Regions from separate parts of the Mus musculus genome. Here region 2 is linked to region 1. The links are chromatin contacts, called in public promoter capture Hi-C maps. All regions are on one chromosome and are shown on one strand. The core of a region is the stretch at or near the end of the contact, and the rest is flanking DNA. Distances in the headings are between cores, read along the strand shown. Region 1 holds the start of Ndufs3 (NADH:ubiquinone oxidoreductase core subunit S3). Region 2 holds the start of Hsd17b12 (hydroxysteroid (17-beta) dehydrogenase 12).

The links. Promoter capture Hi-C pulls out the DNA fragments that hold promoters and counts their contacts.
Region 2: a promoter capture Hi-C map of pre-B cells shows a contact between it and region 1, with 3 times the contacts expected there. The contact joins the promoter of Hsd17b12 here to the promoter of Ndufs3 in region 1. A contact is called at or near these places in 2 of 39 promoter capture datasets (cranial neural crest and pre-B cells).

The regions. Positions count from the first base shown.
Region 1 is chr2:90,902,798-90,906,200 of GRCm38.p6, reverse strand. Ndufs3 (NADH:ubiquinone oxidoreductase core subunit S3) reads left to right here and starts at 1,480. Exons shown (of 7, transcript NM_026688.3): 1 at 1,480-1,617; 2 at 1,713-1,778; 3 at 3,257-3,354. The coding sequence starts at 1,554. It overlaps Kbtbd4 (kelch repeat and BTB (POZ) domain containing 4), which reads right to left and starts at 1,461. Exons shown (of 4, transcript NM_025991.4): 1 at 1,292-1,461; 2 at 1-535. The coding sequence starts at 506.
Region 2 is chr2:94,156,310-94,159,712 of GRCm38.p6, reverse strand. It overlaps Hsd17b12 (hydroxysteroid (17-beta) dehydrogenase 12), which reads left to right and starts at 1,804. Exons shown (of 11, transcript NM_019657.4): 1 at 1,804-2,003. The coding sequence starts at 1,844. Gm39885 (a long non-coding RNA gene) reads right to left here and starts at 1,549. Exons shown (of 3, transcript XR_866573.3): 1 at 271-1,549.

The DNA.
Region 1 (3,403 bases), core at 231-2,730:
CAGTGCTTGGCAGCAGTGTAGAGCTCGGGGTCACTGTGTCTATCTGCAAGCCACATCACCTGCAGGCAGTTGCCCACCTGTACCGTGCGTGCCAGAAACCGAGAACACTCCTCAAAGAGAGATGTCAGCTGATACATGTCTGACACCTCGTAAATTTCCTGCAGCTCATCAGCTCGAAGTTTCACAGTCCCATGGTATATATAGTCAACTAGGAGCTGGAAAACAGACTCGCTGACATCCTGCAGCACAATCACCCGGTTGTGAGCCTCCTTCAGGTTGGATGTGAACATGGATCGGAAGAAGCAGCTCTGAGCTGACAGGACCAGCCGGTGCAGCTGAAACTCTCGGCCTTCCACTGAAATGGTGACATCAGCAAAGAGCTCCTCCTCTAAACACAGTTTCATGATGCCCTGAGCCACTCGGCCTGAGTGAGACCGGTCTTTGAAAGTATAGTTCACAAAGTAGTTTTCATCCATGGATGCTCCAGGCTCCTCTGGTGACTCCATGGTAGCCAACTTCTCTCTTTGCCAACTATCTGCAAAGCAATATCACCCTAAGTATTTGGGTAATTCACAGACACAGTCCATGAATCCAACTGTCCAAGTCAAGACAGGGAGAAGGGAGACACTGGAGCAAAGTGGGTCCAGAATGGCCTTATTCCTGGTCTTGCCAATGTGGCCTATGCCATTCCTCCAGTTTTCCTGCAGTGGGGCCTCTCCTCCAATGAATTCAATTAAAAGTTCCAACTCTGTTGTTTTTCCTTGAGGTAAAATTGGATATTCCTGATCGTGATGTAACAAAAGACTTGGGACTTAGGTTAGCTCATGAAAAAGACGAAGGAGGAAGCCTATGATCTTAAAACCAAATAATTTGGATATACAACTAATGAGACTCTGGAGAAGCATAATTAGGCCAAACTAAGACATCCAGGTATTGTTGTTACATTCCCTCTTTGCCTGGACATAAGAGTGCAGACCCCCCAATACTGAGGCTTGGGCCTGGACTTCCACTTTTACTCTTTTCTAAGCTGCTGTTTCTTACTTACCTCTCGCTCCAGTGAGTTCTTAAAGAAGCCCTTGAGAGCCCAGCCGTCCCCGGCCGGGGGCACAAGGAAGTCCATAACCCTGTGCAATCTGACCGTGCCACCTGGAGTCGCCTAGGAAACGGTCTCCAAGGAAACCGTCCATCGTCTCCCCCCCCCACCCCGCCCCCCATTAAAAAAGCTTAGCTCAAGAGCCGGCGCGGTGTAGAACTTAGAACCCAGAACGCCCACCCTTTCCCTTTCTCTCACCGGTGCGGTTCGTTGCGTCTTCTTCTCTTCGGCCTCCGCTGTACCGAGATAGGGCTACGTACACCTCACGGTTTCCCCACCTGCGGGTCTTTCTTACCTGCGATACCTCCTTTCATGCCAGGGCTCAGATCCGGAACCTCTGCTTCCCGCCCCGCGTCCGCCCGGAAGAAGAGTCACTGCACATTTCCACTTCCGGTCCGTGCCCTTGGGGCTCCGTGGCCTGCGTGTGTTCTCCGGCTACTTAGTCGGCACACTAAGGAACATGGCGGCGGCTGCAGCCAGGGTCTGGTGTCGTGGGCTCTTGGGGGCCGCTTCCGTAGGCAGGGGTGAGCAAGGAACAGCAGCAGGTTGAGACCACGGGCAGCACGGAGACCTCCCCGAGTCTCACCCGCGCCTTTGTGCCTTTTCTCTCCCTGTGCAGGGGCTGGGCGACCCTCCGTGCTGTGGCAGCACGTAAGAAGGGAGAGCGCGGCGGCTGACAAGCGCCGTGAGTATGTGCGGATGGCGCTTTTTCCCCCAACGTTAGCTGGGGCCTTTCGTTGTTTCTGTCAGATGTTTGTCCTTGCCTTGGAATGTCCTTCCCTCCTGGCAAATCTCTGCTTGTCCTTGGAGATTGCTATGGTCTCCACTTTGCTGTTAGAATCGAGCACTTCCTGTGCCCTAGATATTTGTTCCCTTCTGATCTTGATCGCCTTTTGCTCGTTATCAGGATTTGATTTTTTTTTTTGTCCTCCGATGAAATTGTCTTTGAGCGCAGGTAACAAAAACTTTTGAGACTCAAAGTCCAAAATAATTGTAGCTCACATCAATTTAGTATTTACTAGGCACCTTGGACTTCATAAGAGCCTGATGAGACGCATAACGTTTTACTGTCCATATAGATGTAGATCATGAAGCGGTCCAGATAATTAAATTATTCAGTCACAGTTCCAGTGAACGACAAAGCAGGTCTGTTTCCAAGTGCAGAAAATACTTAATCCTTGATTCTGTGATGTGTGGGTGCTCAAGTACTTGAATGACCCTGTGGTGATTTTATGTTCAGTCAACAGAATCACACTGGGAAATAGAAAGCTTCTTTTCATTCCAGGACATCTATTACACAAAGTGACAGGGGATAGAGTATGGGCAATGAGGTAATCTTTCAGGGTCCTTCAGCCCTGAAGTTCTCTGATTAAGAACTTGGTATAAACAAGTACCAAGAAGGGAAAGAGAAACAGAAGTCTGGTTTCCATCCTTAAAGAGCTCTGAGTCTGAGAGAGGAGCTGCCACTGTTGCATTGTTACCATGAGTACAGGAAGTGAGGAACAGCTGTGGAACAGTGGAGAAAAGAAGCAAAGATTGCCCAACACAGTAACAAGAGTGTATGGACCGAGAAAGAGAAATGGTGTTGCACTCTGAGTTTTTTCTTTTTCTTTTTTTTTAAAGATATTTTTATTTTTTTATGTATGTGAATATACTGCAGCTGTCTTCAGACACAGCAGAGTAGAGAATCGGGTCCCATGTGGTTGCTAGGAATCGAACTCAGGACCTCTGGAAGAGCAGTTAGTGCTCTTAACCACTGAGCCATCTCTCCACTCCCTTCTCCCTGAGTTTTAAACACTTCCTAATTCCTGGAAGGTACTTTACACCTATGCCTCTTAAGATCCTTCAGGGAGGGCTTGGAGAGGTGGCCCAGTGTTTAAGAGCACTGGCTATTCATCCCAGATACAATTCCCAACATGGACATGTCAGTTCAGAACCATCTGTAACTCCAGTCTCAGGGAATCTAACATTCTTTTGGCTTCTGTGAGCATCAGGCATTCATGTGTGCATAGACATATATGCAGGCAAAACACCAAAATAAATAGTAAAAGTAAACTTTTTCTTTTTTAATGAAAATTCTTCAGAAAGACCTGAGAGGTTAGTTAGTTTGTTTGTGTGTGTGTGTGTTTGCTACCTTCTCCCTTCATGCTTTTTCCTTTCCAGCCACTGTCAGACCCCGGAGTGATGTGACCCACAAGCAGCTCTCAGCATTTGGAGAGTATGTGGCTGAAATCTTACCCAAGTATGTCCAACAAGTTCAGGTAATATTCGTTGTCCTTGGGTCTGGGCCAGGAATTCACCATGGCACCT
Region 2 (3,403 bases), core at 555-3,054, 3.3 Mb before region 1:
ACACCTCCTCCAACAAGGGCACACCTCCTAATCCTTCCCTAACTGTTCTATCAACTGCTGACCAAGTCTTCAAACATAGGAGCCTGTGAGTGGCATTGCTGTTCCAGCCACCAGAAGAGGCATATGAGGGCAGGTGTGGAGTTTTATTTTTAAATTTATTAAGCTTGAGTGGAGAATGTAGCTCAGTTGATACACTACTTGACTAGCATGTGTAAAGCTCTGGGTTCAATCCCCAGCACTGAAGTAAGAAAAAAAAATGGTGTCACATACCTGGAATCTCAAACCTTGGGAGGTAGAGGCAGCTTAGGATATTTGACATCCTGTCTCAAAACAAAAACAAACAATAAATGTATTGAGCTTGAGTGGAGATATTGAATGAGCCCCTGGACCTCTAAGTAGAGCCTGAACAGCGACTCCATTTGTTTACTTTATGTCTGTCTCCCTGTCCGCTGAAGTACTTCCATGCTCTTCCAGAGATCAGATTTTTGTGTCCCCTTAAAGCTTCCCTTCAGGGCAGGGGAGATTGCTTGGTGGGTAAAGTATTTGCTGCTCAAGCATAAGGCCTGTTTTCAGAGTCAGGGCCACAGCTTGTGCATCAACAAGTGAGTTTCGGTCACCTGTCCTTCCTAAGTCAGCTAAAACAGTCAAATTAATAGTGCAGAACAGCAGGAAAAGAAAAGAATAAAAAAAGATTTGGGAAAAGTTATAAAGAGACCCAGTACCTTCCACCAAAGCCATGTTTTAGGTTCTGATGTGCAGTTATGGTTTAAGAATGGGCCAGAGTAACATAAATCTAAGCAAGTCAAAGTGTGGTCCAGCCAGCTCACCACTGGCCCCTCATTGCCTCCCCTGTAAGGTGTTCTGGAAGTGTTTGCCCACGTTTTAGGTTTTCTTTTATCCCAGCATGAAGTCCCTTGATGGGGGTGAATCGGTTCCTGTTTTGATTTTATTGTTTTGATTGTCTTACAGTAAAAAGTATAGGACACAAATATCTCTTTAATATCCTCCCACAAAACAAAAATAAAATGATTTTGGTTTTTACTGGACCAGGTCCAATAAAAAAATTTGAGTTTCCCAGAATTGCTCCATAAGCTCTGTTCTTGTAGGATACTTTTCATTCATCTTACAACTGTTAACGCTACTACACAGTAGAGTTTTCTGGAATTCCGAATTATTGGGAACAAGTATAAAGTTCATTGTGGGAGCTAAGGCAGTCATTCAAAAAAATGGAGCGAAAGCGTGCTCTGCAGACAAAGGGGAACCGTAAACCTTCATCTGAAAAGTCTGAGGAATTAACAATCCGAAAGCGGTTATTACTAAGACGTAATCACAAGCACTACTCCAGCTCCTCCCGGACTTCTACTATATTCTTCCCTTTCCGGTTCCATTCCTTCCTGAAATGTGAGCTAAACCCAGTTAGGTATCACTGGCCAATCAGCGCGCAGCCTTCCGCAGTCGTAAGGGCCGCCTCTGCCAATGAGAGATCCCTGCGCTTCGGTGGTGCGAGGTAAAGCTTGTGGGCGGAGCCAAACGTTGAGCGGCTTGTGAGCGAGCCACTGTCTTAATACGGAAATGCGGCTCTGAGCGCGCCGAAGGGGATTGTGGGCGGGGCTACGAAACGAAGGCTAACCAATAGGAGACATAGTACGCTTACAGGAAAGAGAAGTCACCAATAGACACATGGATATGACTATGTAGGCGGGTCTTAGACCTAAAGCGTTCAAAAAATCACGTCTATTCGCTGCGTCTTCGCCGTCACGGCGGCACCGCCTCCTCGTCCCATTCATTCTTTTTTTTTTTTTCCTTCCCCATTCACCGTAGTAGTGAGGCCTAGTCACGAGCCATGGAGTGCGCTCCCCCGGCGGCCGGCTTCCTGTACTGGGTGGGCGCGAGCACCATTGCCTACCTGGCCCTGCGAGCCTCGTACTCGCTCTTCAGGGCCTTCCAGGTGTGGTGCGTGGGCAACGAGGCCTTGGTCGGTCCGCGACTCGGAGAATGGGCAGGTGAGTGGAACCACAAGCCGCGACCACGCTGTGGCCCTTGTTCCCCTGTCGCTCGCGCTCAGCGAGCCCGCTCTGGAGCGCGGAAACTTCTCCAGACCCTGAGCGCACTGGCGGGGTGGGTGATCTGACCTGCTGCTGCCTGGTGGGCACGGAGGAGACCTTTCTTAACTCCCCGGACTTGTCCTGTTGGAGCCCTCCTGGGCAGGCGGCCGGAGTCAGGCGCATTGTCCGCTGTGTCCCTTGCAGTGTTTATTTATTTTTTAAAATAAAGTTTTTCACTTGGCTTGAAAACTGGCCCTGTGCTATGGATGAGAGCATAGGTGAAGATAGGAAGAAGGGTTGCAGGGACAACGATTTCAGAAGTTAGGATCTTGGGAAACTTGATTCTCCAGTTACTTGAATTGGGTTTGTTTCATGTAATTTAACAAGTCCTTTTGGGGAGGGGGGAGGTGGAGGCGGTGTCGGAGGAAATCTTGGTAAATTATTCTGGAGTTTCAATGACTAAGAAGCGCTGTTCTGGGAAAACAAAGTCTTCCTATCGTATTCAGTACTTTTTGCAAGAGTTTGCGGAAAATGTCTTTACAAAAAGTGACCAAAACACGCGAACCTTCTTCTTTTCAGTTGACAGATTTTAAAAATGAGAACGAAGGTCGTATCAGAGAAGTTGAGAAAATCCTAGTTCAGCCCTCTCACCTTTGTTTCTATTTTTTGAGAGAAGGGCTTTAAAACAAACACCCATGTAATCATGATGTATGTGTGGCTCTCTGGTGTTTTGTAACTCACTGTTCACGACTCAAACATTTTATAGAATATTGGGGTGCGGTTGCCTACGGACTAAACACAGGACAGAAATCATGTTACTTTTCAGGTTTGTTCTGTTCATTAAAGAACATTTAAACGACTTAGAAAAGACATGACAGTTAATCTTTTGGGACAACACCCTAATAATAGGAGAAAATATTTCAAGTAGAAATGAGTTTGTGAGCCCCTTTCCTTGATGTGGGGCAAACAGTGATTTTATACAACTTTCCAAAATCACTTTTCATAGTCCCTGGGGGAAAAAGTGCTCGCTGTGATTAAGATTCAGATGATATAATTTCACAATTGACTTGGTCAGTTTCTTTGTTGTCAGCTTGGAAAAAGTTGTTTGTTGGCTTATTTTTATTTTTTTTTAAGTCAATGCAACAGTAATCCCATAGGAAATCAGTTATCCAATAAAATGAAACTTGCAAAGAAAGCCCAGTGTTGCTTTAGCTTTATTATTGTAAATTGTTTGCACAGTCTAAAACGCAGAGTGAAAGTCAAGGGTTTGCCACGTTCAAGGTAGGTTTGGCTCCATCCAGACAAAGGGAAACTGGTAAAAATTAGGAAAGCATTTCTGGCAGATTTAGAAAAGAAAT